Linked DNA regions of Anas platyrhynchos: region 2 is linked to region 1. The links are chromatin contacts, called in public Hi-C maps. All regions are on one chromosome and are shown on one strand. The core of a region is the stretch at or near the end of the contact, and the rest is flanking DNA. Distances in the headings are between cores, read along the strand shown.

What was found. Hi-C and Micro-C count contacts between places; a contact is called where the count stands out from the background.
Region 2: a contact with region 1 is called in a Hi-C map of F1 follicle, with 4 times the contacts expected there. The contact joins the promoter of HACD2 here to the enhancer-like site in region 1. A contact is called at or near these places in 5 of 8 Hi-C or Micro-C datasets (F1 follicle, liver, skeletal muscle and 1 more).

What each region holds. Positions count from the first base shown.
Region 1 is chr7:15,425,760-15,431,632 of IASCAAS_PekinDuck_T2T, reverse strand. ADCY5 (adenylate cyclase 5) reads left to right here. Exons shown (of 21, transcript XM_021270949.4): 16 at 3,226-3,252; 17 at 4,039-4,171. Among named protein-coding and RNA genes, the nearest start is that of SEC22A, 28 kb to the right of the region's middle. Within about 2 kb of position 3,087, at least 2 of the 8 cell types and tissues checked have an H3K27ac peak or open chromatin away from gene starts, as enhancers often do. A contact at or near this core is called in subcutaneous adipose tissue, where this site is marked.
Region 2 is chr7:15,659,147-15,665,721 of IASCAAS_PekinDuck_T2T, reverse strand. HACD2 (3-hydroxyacyl-CoA dehydratase 2) reads left to right here and starts at 4,136. Exons shown (of 7, transcript XM_027461701.3): 1 at 4,136-4,351. The coding sequence starts at 4,224. MYLK (myosin light chain kinase) reads left to right here. Exons shown (of 33, transcript XM_072040779.1): 33 at 1-1,659.

The DNA.
Region 1 (5,873 bases), core at 1,838-4,337:
CACAGAGGGACCTGGGCTAAGAGGGAGTATCCAGTTACCTTTTTGCTTACAAAAGGTAGTTTGTCTTCACCAGGTCACATATTGATCATGGTTGCAACCACCATCTGCTGACATGGGTACCCCTCTCCTGAAAGTCATGTCAGGGAGGTAAATTAGGCACATTCATAAACACTCCCTCTGCCACAGGTTTCATTTCTCACTGGGAGTTTGTATTGTTATGTTAACTACTTTTTTTTTTTTTTCCCCTCTTGGGCAACAATTGTGCTCAGGTGTGGGTAGAACGTGAATTTGAATCACACCAAAGTATTTGCACAGACACTGAGAAATTCTTTAATGGTAAAGATTTGGTAAGCAACGGGATAACCCAGCAGGGCAATTGTAGCATTTCCAATCCTGATGGTTTAAAGGCCAATTTAGGTGAAACATCTGTAAGGATTGTACCTATGGTTGCTCTTGTCTTGAGACAGGAGGGTGGCTGAGGATATGCCCCTGACCCTGTGCTGTTTTGTATGTTATGAAGTAGCTGATGCAATTGCTCAGATTTCCTGATGGTCATTAAACCCTGACTGGATGCACCTGGTTACTTCTGTCCTTCACATAAATGTTCCATGATTTTTAACATTCCTGGGCAGCCATTAATAATTAATGGTGTATGGCTTTTATATCCTTTGGCAGTAATCACTTAAATTATTTTGTTAAGTCACGCAAATTAAATTGTGTAGGAAACCCACTGGAGCTTTCTGCAGGGGTACGAGGAGAATGAGGTTTCCCTTCCTTTTTTTGCAGATGGTGTGTATTCCAACAGTGGAAGCTATTTATCATTTTCTAACACAATTAGAGAAATAAAAGCATTTTATATCCCAAATATCATTTCATTCTTGTAAGTCAAGCACTAAGTGAAATTACAGCACTTAGTAGTATAATTTACGTCACTCCACAATCAAAATGTCAGTAATAGAGTGGAGAAGGTTAGCAGGTTTTCCCAGAAATAACTTTCTGTGGTGCTGTATTCTCCCTCGTTAAATGGTATTTGTTTTGTCCTGAGAGCTCCACGGACCGCTTCTTAATGCCTCAAAGTCTGGCAGTCCATTTGTGCGTTGTGCAAGACGGGAGCTCAGCATGTAACACGGAGTTCAGAGATGTACCTTATTGTCCAGCTGATATTAAAAAAAAGCATGACCTCATACTACTTTAATTGGGTGCCTGTTGTAGCGACATAATTACTGTCTGCTCTGCAGTCATTATGGTGCTCTGACTAATTAGAAGTGATGCAGATGTCGCTTCACACTTCTGTGTACAAACCAACACAGCATGCAAGCAACTGAAAGGCTGACAGTAATACGTTGGGACTGGGTAGCCTTGGTTGGAGTGACACCAGCACGGTGACACATGAAGTGTAACTGGATGCACAGAGCTCTACCATCTTACCTTTTCCCCATGCAGGAGATAAATGTATTGCTTTTAAAGATGTGATGGACCAATGTGGGCTTCTCAGTTAGGTTTCAGCATAGGGGAGCCTAAAAAGCTTTGCCCAGCAATTTGTTCATCAAGCCCAGAGATGCTGCTGTCCTATAGGAGCTGTCCCCAAAGTCAGCCACTCTTCCTGCTAAAAAAGTGCTAGCTTTGAACAGGAATGTATTTAGTGAATTTCTTGCTATTTTATCTTCCAGTAATTAAAGAGCTATCTCCTACTGGAAACGTCTGTCCCATGGGGAGCAGTGCAACTCCCATTATTGCTTGCATTGGGCATTTTCAGTTAGCCAAAGCTTTTGTATAAATGCTGGATTTGCTGCATTTTACAGTCTGTGTTACTGCTGAGGATTTTAGAGAAAGCACAGCACCTGCATTGAGCAGCAGGCCCAGCAAAAAAGGTCAGATCTGTCCCATCTTGTCATAAGACTGAGTGATAATGAGGCGGTCAGTCATCCTTGGCCAGGCAGTGATTTAGGAGAGCAGGAGACTCATGCTGCATGCAGTAAGTGTCTCCAGCTCCGACTAGCTCCATCCTTTAGCGTGGGAGGTGCTGGCCTCAGGGCTCCCAGCCTGGGTCCAGAGCCAGACACAACCTGGGCTTTGCTACGTGGTCAGTGCTGGAGCTCGCCAGGAGGCCTCGCAATAGATCGTGTGCAAGACAACACGGGTTGCAAAATCTGTGTCAGAAGAAATTCCATGCTCAGAGATGAAAAAAATGTCTTGGAGCAAACAAGGTTAGAGAGCAACCATGGCTTTATTTGTTAGTTTTATGCTCAGCAAGGCTCCCTCGGCTATTTCAGTGTTGATCATTTCTAGCTCTGACACCGTAGTGAGAGCAAACTCTGGTCTGATGCTCTTCGGACAAACGTGAGTTTCCCAAGGTAAAGATGTATCCCATCAGTAGCCTGCAAAGCCACAAGTCAATGACAATACAGTAATTTTACCACTGATTTCTTTCTTTCCATTTAAACAGTATTTTAAAAGATACATATACGAGGTTCTCGGCCACCTAATACTCCGCCCACTCTTGAGAAGAAACCAGCAGCATTAAGCAATCAATCAGTCGGGAACTCAGCCAACTACTACCTACCAGAAAGCTCTTTTCCATCCTTTCACTGTAAGAAAAGCACACCCTCCATCTTCAGCAGCTCTGCTTCATAGGAGCTCTTTGCAGCGTGGAGCATAGTAACAGCAGCCTGCATAAGGGTTTTCTTAGTGCACTCGCGTGCAGTACCCATAGCGAGGTGCAGCACTGGAGACGAGCAACTGGCAGAAGGAGGGGATAGTGCCAGAGGTAAAGGAGCTAGGCACGCCTCCGGCTTACAACATATGGGGAAGAAGGCAGCTAACCCTCACGAGATGTTAACCAAAAGCTTCCTTCTTCAGATCAATCGCTTTCTGCCTGACCTAATGAAGTAGTGACAGATGCACAAGCATTTGCTAAATATCCCACACTGACATTCAAATCCCAAACGATTCTCTGACTCTCAGTGCTCCTTAGATGTTTTAACTAAATTAACCATGTTGCACCATCACTGGATCTCCGAGCATAGCTCAGACAGCGACCTTTTCTCTCCCCCAGTCTTTTTGCTCTTTTCCGTTTTAAAGGGCTATAGCCCCGCACAGCGTTAGAGGTGCCACATTGCAGAGGTACTCTTGCATTAGGTACAGAAGGACGAGTGCTACAGGAAGCACACCGCTCTACTAACCTTGTCTGTGTTTTTGTGTTTTCTTTTCTTTTCTTTTTTGCAGCGTGTCAGCAAATGCAACGTTACCATGGTGAGTCACTTTGGCATGATGTATTTTTGTGGGTTTGTGTCAGAAGGCATTTTCTGTTCACAAGGTGCAGTATCAGCATGCATGCACCACTGTGATCCAGTGCAAAACAGCACACATACCCTACGTGGATTGAGTATTGCCCTTTTGTCTCAATAGCTCCTCTCAGAGCATCCTCTTTCCTGTGGGAACTTGCTTTGCAGAGCGTCTCGTAGATCTTGTAATTACAAATTAAAGATTTTATCACAATGATATTTTCATGCTGTATAACTGTAATTCAAATAATTTTTATTTACTTGCTTGTCACAAGGGTTGGGAATGTATCTTAATGTTCCTTCCAGCTTTTAGATTTTTTATAAGACAAAAATCATTAAAATTGTCTAATTAGCAAAGTATGAAGCGTAGAACAGTTCCAGACTTTGGAGGCTAGGGAAGGCAAGGCAAGAGACCTGGTAAATACAATCTGAAGAACTGTCAGCATTTCAGTTTTGCCAAGCATAGCACATATGGCTATTCTCTTGCAAGTGGCTTTTACATTGATGTTAACCCACTTTAAGAAGTTGGATTCAATTTCTGATTTTGAAGTCCTGCTTCAGAAACCAGCACCTGTAAGTCAAAGTCCTGAGCTTATTTCAGGTATCGTTTTCCCTTTACCAACATGGGCTACAGAGGGAAGGAGAAAAGCCTTTTCTTCAGTGGTTAGTTAGCCTTGAAGTGAGAATGGGGGAGTGTGCTGTGTTCCTCCACACTAAGAATAACTGGGAAATTCTGCTCTTTTGTTGGCTGCAGCTCTCCAGTGATGACACGAGTCGCGCTGAAGATTGTCACCCCTGTCATCATTACAGTCTTTGTCCTGGCACTGTATTTGCATGCCCAGCAAGTGGAATCCACTGCAAGGCTTGATTTCCTCTGGAAACTCCAGGTTAGTGGGTGTTTGCTGTGTTGGAGGAATATAGTCTTTGGTGTTAGCGTAACTACTGAGTTATTCACTATCAAATTTCAGTGTTATAAAATGCCTTTGAATTTAATCTGAACCTGGCACCTAGCTGAGCGTACCAGTAATGTGCCTTTCTCCTTTTGTACTTCTCATTCTGAGTGCCTCACATCCTGGTTAATTTAACCCTTTGTTTCCCTGTAAGTGCACTTAGGATGGTCCCTGCAATAAAAGATCATAGATCTGAAGATCTTGGTTAACGAACTCAGGCACCTGAGCCTGTCACTGTTGCAGGAACCTGCAGTATAACACAATCTGTAAATGTAAGAAGCTCATATTCGCGGCTGATTTGCTTCCCAGAGTTCAGCCAACTTTAGTTTGCTGTGTTCAGAGGTATGAAGGATTCACAGTTGCAGTTTCATTCACCATCTTGTTAAGCAGTGCGAACTGGCTTCACTTCCAATCTTCATTAAGCCCCTGGGCAGTGGCATTGGGTAACCAGCATGGTACAGACAATGCCTCTCTTTGCTTCCATCCCTGGGTTCAGTGTTAATATTTTCACTACATGTGCCTGTGAATGATGTCGGGGTGTCCTGTGTGATTCTCAAGTAAGCAGGACAGGTCTCAGCTCTGCCCATGACTCATAGCTGGGAGACCACAGGACTGCAGGCTTTGTATAGATTTTTTTACCTTCTGGACAGTAGGACATCTTTCTAATAATAGGTCTCAGTGGTTTGAGTAAGAGGCACTGAGGAAGAACCAATTAATTAAAGCTCCTTGGGAAGCACGTAAACATTGTTATCCTCGTTTATAAACGGTAAAACAATGGAGGAGATGAGCTCACTTGCCTGTTCCAGGTCTGTGCTCCGCTGGCCGAAGCATATTGCTTCCCCAGGCAGAGCCAGGAGTTTTTCTTGTTCTGGCTGGACACACCTTCTGAAAGCAGCTTTGTCACTTAACCTCCAGTTTCCTGTTTTAGAAACCAGCAAAGTCATAAAGTGCTTTGCAACTATTGCTTGTCTCTTTGCCAACATGTGGATAAGGGATGTTGGGGAGGTAATCCCTTCTGTGGTGGCTGTTGAGATGGCTAAGCTGTGTTTGTCCACGCCAGCATCCAAAAGAGCAAGGACATTCTGCCCTTTTTTTAACTCCAGCTCTCCAGCAATGACAAGAGGCACTGGAAAAATAATAATAGTAATAATAGAATAAAATCAATTTCAAAATGTTATATATTGTTAGGGGAATTTTGATTGCTGCCTCTGCTGAAGGTGATCGTGCTGTACACAGGGTGGTCTTCAGGGCTCCCATTACCCAAATCACTCTACGTGTCCTCTGTACCAGTAGTGCAGTCTCCAGCTGTTGCCTGATCCCGTGTTTGTTGCCTGACCCCATTGCTCTTTGCTCAAAAATATTCAAAATGGCAAAAAGTAAAACAAGGCGAAAAATACTGCAACCATCAGGTAACTGGGGAGAGAAAAGTTATCAGTACCCACACCTCTGTGCTCCTCCTGAAGCCCTATGTGCTTGTCTAGGAAAGCCAGCGATGTCTGTTCATGGGTGCTAGGATTGTATTGGAGTTCCCCAGAAAGAAGAGATTACCTGATTCAGTGCCTAGAAATGTAGCAAAAATGGATTTTGGCGTCTGCCTGTAGGAAGCCCCTTTGGCTTTTATATACATGTGCACACAAAG
Region 2 (6,575 bases), core at 2,887-5,386, 230 kb before region 1:
CTAAGTTGCTAGCATGATTGGATTTACTTTAAGCAAGTCATCAAGTAAGTTGCCCAGTCTATTTTAAAATTAGAATGTATGGAAAACAAGTTACAATTATATTCTGAGCTTCTTAAAGCAAAGCAGTATGGTAACTGAGCTCATAGCTCTATAACATCACTTTCCTCAGCCAAAACTGCAGCTAAGTTGGCTCCCTAAGGTTTACTTTACAAGGAATCATTTGCCAGACGTGCAGTGAATCTCTCCAGTCCAAAGAAACACGCTGCTCCCAGAGCAGGAGCTTCTATAAGGGAAGGTCTGATACAGCCAGCATTGCAATTTCTATGTTGGCATGATTCCTTCTGCATTTGTTTTAAATGTAATTTCATTGTCCTAACTTCAGACACATCTACGGCCCTTTCTCAGCATGCTGTTGGTGCAGTTCTAATCTTATCAACTTTCCCTTATAGAACCTGTCACCTCAGCGCAGTTACAGCTGCCGACTTAAGAAACAGACCGAAAGACTGCAAAGACAGGATATTTTCTGTTGTTCTGGTCAGTTTAATATTGATTTATGATTCATATATATGCTGCTGTGAGAAGGATGTTATTGCACAATCAGTGGCTTCGATGTGCATGTGAGTGAATGGAATCACAGGTTAGTTAAAAATTCACTTGCATTTGTTTGGCAATTGCAAAACAGATTTCAACTGATGGTAAGCTGGAAACTCCCATAGATTTTTGGAGTAGTCAAAAAAAGACAGTAGTCTGGATTAAAAACTCCTTTATACTTAGCAGTTTCCAAAGAATCTTAACCTATATAGGACCTTATTTGTACCTTATGAGCTTGACTGTCTTGTTTTCGTCTTGAACCTGCACCAGTAAGGCTGTTGCCTTTTTTTAAAATGCAGAAAAAAAAAATGAAACAAAAAAATCCAAAACCCTGCGTTGTTTTTTTTTTTTTTCTCAGAAATTGTTAATGCACTCAAGATTTAATAACTTTGCTTTCCTTTCACAGTATTGGCACTTTTTAATTTTTTTTTTGTTGTTGTTGCTGTTGCTCAGAGGTAATATCAGCGGCTGAAAGGTGATATGCATAATCCAGAAAGTGTCTTATATCTATGTATCATTCCAAAAGTGAATCTTTTTCTTTTCCACTTTGTGTGTAAAGTGCAACCGTTTGCATTTCAAAGGTTACCTCTTTAAAAAAAATACCTTAAATCCTCACAATTAAGTAGTCAGTGTACTTTATTACAGATGTGTACAATATCAACCTTAGGTTGTTTGATATTACCTAGTTGTGTATGTGTTTCATATGATTTGCTCTTCAACATTCAAAGCTCAACTAATGTGGATGACACAATGGTTTTTAACTGCTTTACTCTTTGTTGCTAAGTTCAGATTGCCAGCATGTCTTTTCCTTTTCAATTGATAAAGAACTCTTGTTATACTAAACACAGTATTGCCACAATTCCTTATACAGAAAGGTTTTAATCTGATTTAGAGCATACAGAGCTTTTCTCACGTTTTTAAATGTTTTAGGCAACAATGGGGTGTATTTTGTACCTTAATAAAAATATGCTAATGTTTTCCCTGTTTGTTAAACCATCAGAATTGCAAAGATGAGAACGCTACGGCTGTAGTTACTCACAGTTCCTAAATAAATAATACCACAAAGCATGCTACTTGTATACTCTATTGCAGGCGTCACTGCGGTCACATTGGCTGAGCAAACCAACAGCTGCAGTCTTTTCCTATTCTGTCTTGAGACCTGCCTGGCACAAAAACGGGTGAGGTGGCAACAGTGAAACTTGCTTGGTCTTTGCGGTGCTGCTGCGCTTCTCCTGTCCCCTCAGCACAGGCGAGCGCTGCAGGGAGGCTGCTCCATCCCAGTGCCATCAGGTGCAGCGTGGGGCTGGCATGACTTCTTACAGCTGCGTGCTCTGCCATGTATCTCCAGCCTCATCGCTTGATCACAAGCGTAAACGTGGATGTGACACCATGGCAGCTCTGGTTTTCTCTTACATTTGAGAATTCCTGATGACAGGGAAATGTACAGTCCTGAAAGACTGCAGGAGCAAGAGGGGAAAAAATAGGAAAGGTGCATACTTACACCAGTGTTCCTAGGTACTATAAAGATGAAGGTATTTAACACCTTTGCTTACACTGCCTTTCCGCAGACCTTTCAACACACAGTCCAAAGCAGCACGGGCCATGCAGGATGATACAGAAAGTCCCTAAGGCAAAGGTTGTGAAACACCTGCTTGTAGCAACACGTTTCTTGAGCAAACCTTCAGCCCTTGAAACAGTTGTCTTTGCAAGATGGACTCTACCATCTTGTGAATGTAGTGGCATGTACTTAACTTTATTCACTGGCTGCTGGTTTCCATTCAGATAGTTGCATTTATGAAGTGGTAAAAGACACAGGTTTGATAGCCTGAGACCTGGGCATGGCAAGGTCTGTAGGATCGTGTACTGGATATCAAAATCCACAAACAATATTGGTGATACTGCACAGATTTTTCCCTTCGCTCTCCTCATTTAATAGTCCTTCAGCAGCCTACAGGCTATAAACTGCCTCTTTTTCCCCAAGGACATAATGCGCTTGCCATCCTTCTGTTGCTGCCTGTTAACATCCCTTCTAGACTGCAGGAAAAAATGAACTGCAAAAATGGTGTGATACGTTCCTAATTCAACTTTGAGCAATTGATTCCAACTTGTATTTAACCTTGATTTTTGTTTTCTGTTTGAAGAATAGGAGAAAGACTATTCTATTTTAACTGAAGAAGGATATTTTATGTACTTGAAACCGTGTTTAATTTTGCCAGCCATCCTGATTGGTCTAATAAAGGGTATTACCTCTTCCTCCAAACCTCGTCTTGTTTGTATAATGTTCGCAGAGAGCCACACTTGGGGTGTGGTGGGGTTGAAGCAATCCCCAACAGGAGAGGTTAGGCGAGACACTGCACAAGTTAGACAGACCACTTCATTCTTTTTGTGTTTCTGTTGTTCAAAATTCAGTCTTCTTAAGAGGCATTGAAAATTTGGGACTGGCCATCACTAGTTGCGCTTCTGGATTTACAGAAACCTAATTGAGTTAATTACAGGCCTGTCCAACCATCTAAGCATTCAGAGTATATTTCTGGTCAATAAAGAGACATTTGCAAATTGTATGCAAGGTATGCAAAGATTTCTGTGTTGCCTTCTCTTTTCTCACAAGGAAGACAGAACAGGACTACACAGCTCTCTCATCTGAAGTAAGTATTAGGCTTTGAAAACAATTTATTTTTTTTTAGTTGCATATATGAATAATGAATGACTTGCTTCTCTTAAAATTTCTTGGAATGTTTACTGGGAAGGTTCAGAGTGCTGCACTAAAAAATTACTGTCTGAAAATGAAATTCTCATGAATCATCTTTGAATTATTAAGCCACACTGACTGGAAGAGATGTGCACGTAACACAGATTTATTACAAGAAATACTCATGTGAAAACAGAATTTTCTAGGAGAGGGAGGGGTGCTTATGTTATTACTTTGAACTGGACATAAAGGAACTACACAGTGACCAAAAGGACAAATAAAATGGGAATTGCTCCTGGAAGTTGAGAGAGAACTCCACAAAGTATTTACACTTTCTGTAGAAAAGAAAAAAAACATTTATTTTCATCTTTTCGTTTTAACTCTATGGAAAATACGGTTCTAGTTACAGCTGCCCTAAAAACAACGCCTGAATTTGTGCTGCTATGAAAGCAAATTATCTGGGTTTCTGCTGTTGCACCGAACTTCATCAGAAAATGAGCTAGAACCTTGGCCGCGCTCCGCTTCGGCAGCTTGCTGACCTATAAAAACGCTGAAAAACCCACTAAACACCCCAAAGACGACCTCGATTCGAGAACTATTAATTTCTCTGAGGGAATTACAGACCTATTTCGTCCTGCTGGAGTGAGAGCACGGGGGGAGGGGAGGGGTATTTTTAACCTTTTAAGATGCGATTGAAAAGGGAAAAGGGGGCTGTGGGGACACCTCACTCCCACCCCAGGGCGAAGAGGGGCTGTGGGGACACCCAAGGGGGGCTCGGCAACACGTCGGGGGCTCGCGGGGCGGCTCCTTCCCCTCAGGGCCGGGGGCGGTGTCGGGGCGGTGCTGCCCTCCCTGCCCTCCTCTAAGATGGCGGCGGCGGCGCCGCGGCGGCCCCGCCTCGGCGTGCGCTGAGAGCTGGGGGAGGCCGCGGGAGCGCCGCAACATGGCGGCGGCTGGCGGCAGCCGGGCGGATAACGGCTACGGCAGCCAGCAGCAGCCGCGGCGGAGGAAGGGCCCGGGCGCGCTGGCCACGGCTTACCTCGTTATATACAACGTGGTGATGACGGCCGGGTAAGAGCCGGGCGGGGAGCGGGGGCTCCCCTCGGTGCCCGCCCGCAGCCCCGGCGGAGCTTCCCCGGGGCCGGCCGCGGCTCGCGGTCCCCCCCCCCGGCCGCTCCTCGCCCCCCTCAGGTGCGGGCCCGGCGGGCTCCGCACGGGAAGCGGGGGGACGGGGACGGGGGCGGTGGGTGCGCCCCCGGGCACGGCGGCAGCAGCCGCAGCGTGCTGGCGGTGGGCTGAAGGAGACTTTCGTTACCGTCGGTATTAGTGTTTAGGAGTCTTATTGGGGCCTGGGTGGAAATAAGGCTGGGGGGGGTTGGGTGGGAGGAGGAGGAGGAGGGAGCCTTGGAGGGGGTCCTGGGGGAGCCCTCCGCTGGTGAGGCCCGGCGGGTGAGGCAGGACCGGGCTCATGGCTGTGGGGTAAGGCTGGGGCAGAATTGGTGCAGGTAAGGCTGGTGGCTGGGCTCGGCGACACTCATCGTAGCTGCTGGCGGTTGGTGCCACTTCAGCTGTAAAGTCCTTGTGGGGAGCAAAGGTAACCCACCGGGAGAGCTCAGCTCTCGCAGGGTGCTCGGCACACGTTGCCCGGTAGGTGCCTCGCTGCGAGGTGCAGCTGCTGGGAAAACCCTTGGCCCCGTATGGTATTTGCAGGGTGCTTTGCTTAGAGGAGGAATGGTAATTACCCACCGGTTCGATAAGATTTAATCATTTCTTTTTTTTTTTTTTTTCAAGCAGAAATATCTAATTACCCGAACAGTGAAAAACAATACTGGCAGTCAGGAGCTCTCCTCTTTTCGGTTTTTGTGACATCCCTGCACAGTGCTAACAAGTTAACCTCTCTGAGTACTTCTTAGAACTAGAAACACCTGCCTGTTGGAGTACTGATACTTAATTCACTTACCTTTATAAAACATCTCCCAAAACCTGAGACAGAAACTGCAGTAGAAATGGAAAGGTTTTTCTTAAACATCATGAACTTTTTATCATGACGTGCACGTTCCCGATTGTATGAAACTTCGTCAAAAGAACACATAAGATCCAGGTGTTGGAAACTAGAATCACATAACAGAAATCTGTACTTCAGTTCCTGTTGCCACGTAAATCTTGGTCGTGATGTTACCTGTTTTCCTGATTTATACCATGCTTCTTAGAATAGTCCAGTCTGGTGAGATGTGACACTTCAATGTGAGCTGCTGCTTCTGGGAATATGTATGGTTAGATGATATCTGCAATCTGGGGAGCTACCAAAGAATTCCTGTGATGAGTGTTCATGTCTCTGCATTGTCACTCACTGCCCTTTTTTTGGGGCAGGTCACTGAGGGCTCTGACTGATAACTTGGTTTCAAATAAAGATTTTTGTGCTACCCTGGCTACTGCTGAAATTTGGCAATATACAACATCGACCACAGAAAAAAAAAATTACCCATTTTCTTCTAAAGGTTTCATAATAAGGTAGTTTTTCAGGAGTTGTTTGACAGAAGCTCAGTTCTTCATGTAAGATTGACACACAGGTGATGGCAGTAATGAGTTACTGTCCCCGTGTCAGTCAGAGTGCTCAGGCTTAGTTCCCCAGACAGCACTGCCTTGGAAAGAGAGCAGTGAAATGAAAGCACAAAAAATTCTGCCCAGATGATAAAAGTGATGCTGCAAAAGCACACAGCAGCTTTGTCATGCAATGGTATGCAATAAAGCATATGTTTTAAAATCTTAGCTGTTAGCTTTAAAATGGATGAAGTGACAATCACAAATCTCAGTGCAATTATATTTACTTTGCCTTTATCTTGACTTAGCTGAAGGGAATGTATTGACTCTAAAAATAATTGATCTTATTTCTGATTTTATACTGTAGAGCACGTAGTATATGGATTCTTGGTAATACGATGGCTTTTGCAAGAGCAAAACCGTAGAAAATGTATATATACCCGTGGATCTCTAAATGAAGTTGCACACACTTACCTTTTAGTTCACATGTGGGTGGGTGTTTTCTTTCAGAAAATGGACCCTGGTGCCTCACAGCAGGGAATAGCTCTTGCTGCAGTGGTTCTCTGCTGTACTTGCTGGGTCTGCTGACCACGGTTCAGTATGTTGAGCTGAGGAAAGGGATCTGTCTTTCCTCTCTTACACTTAGTCAGTTTGTTATTCTCCTGTCACAGCATGGCAGTGCAGTCATGCTTGACCTGGCAGAGGCAGTTCATTCTAGAGACATAGACGGAGAATAGAAATTATTTCTTAAAAA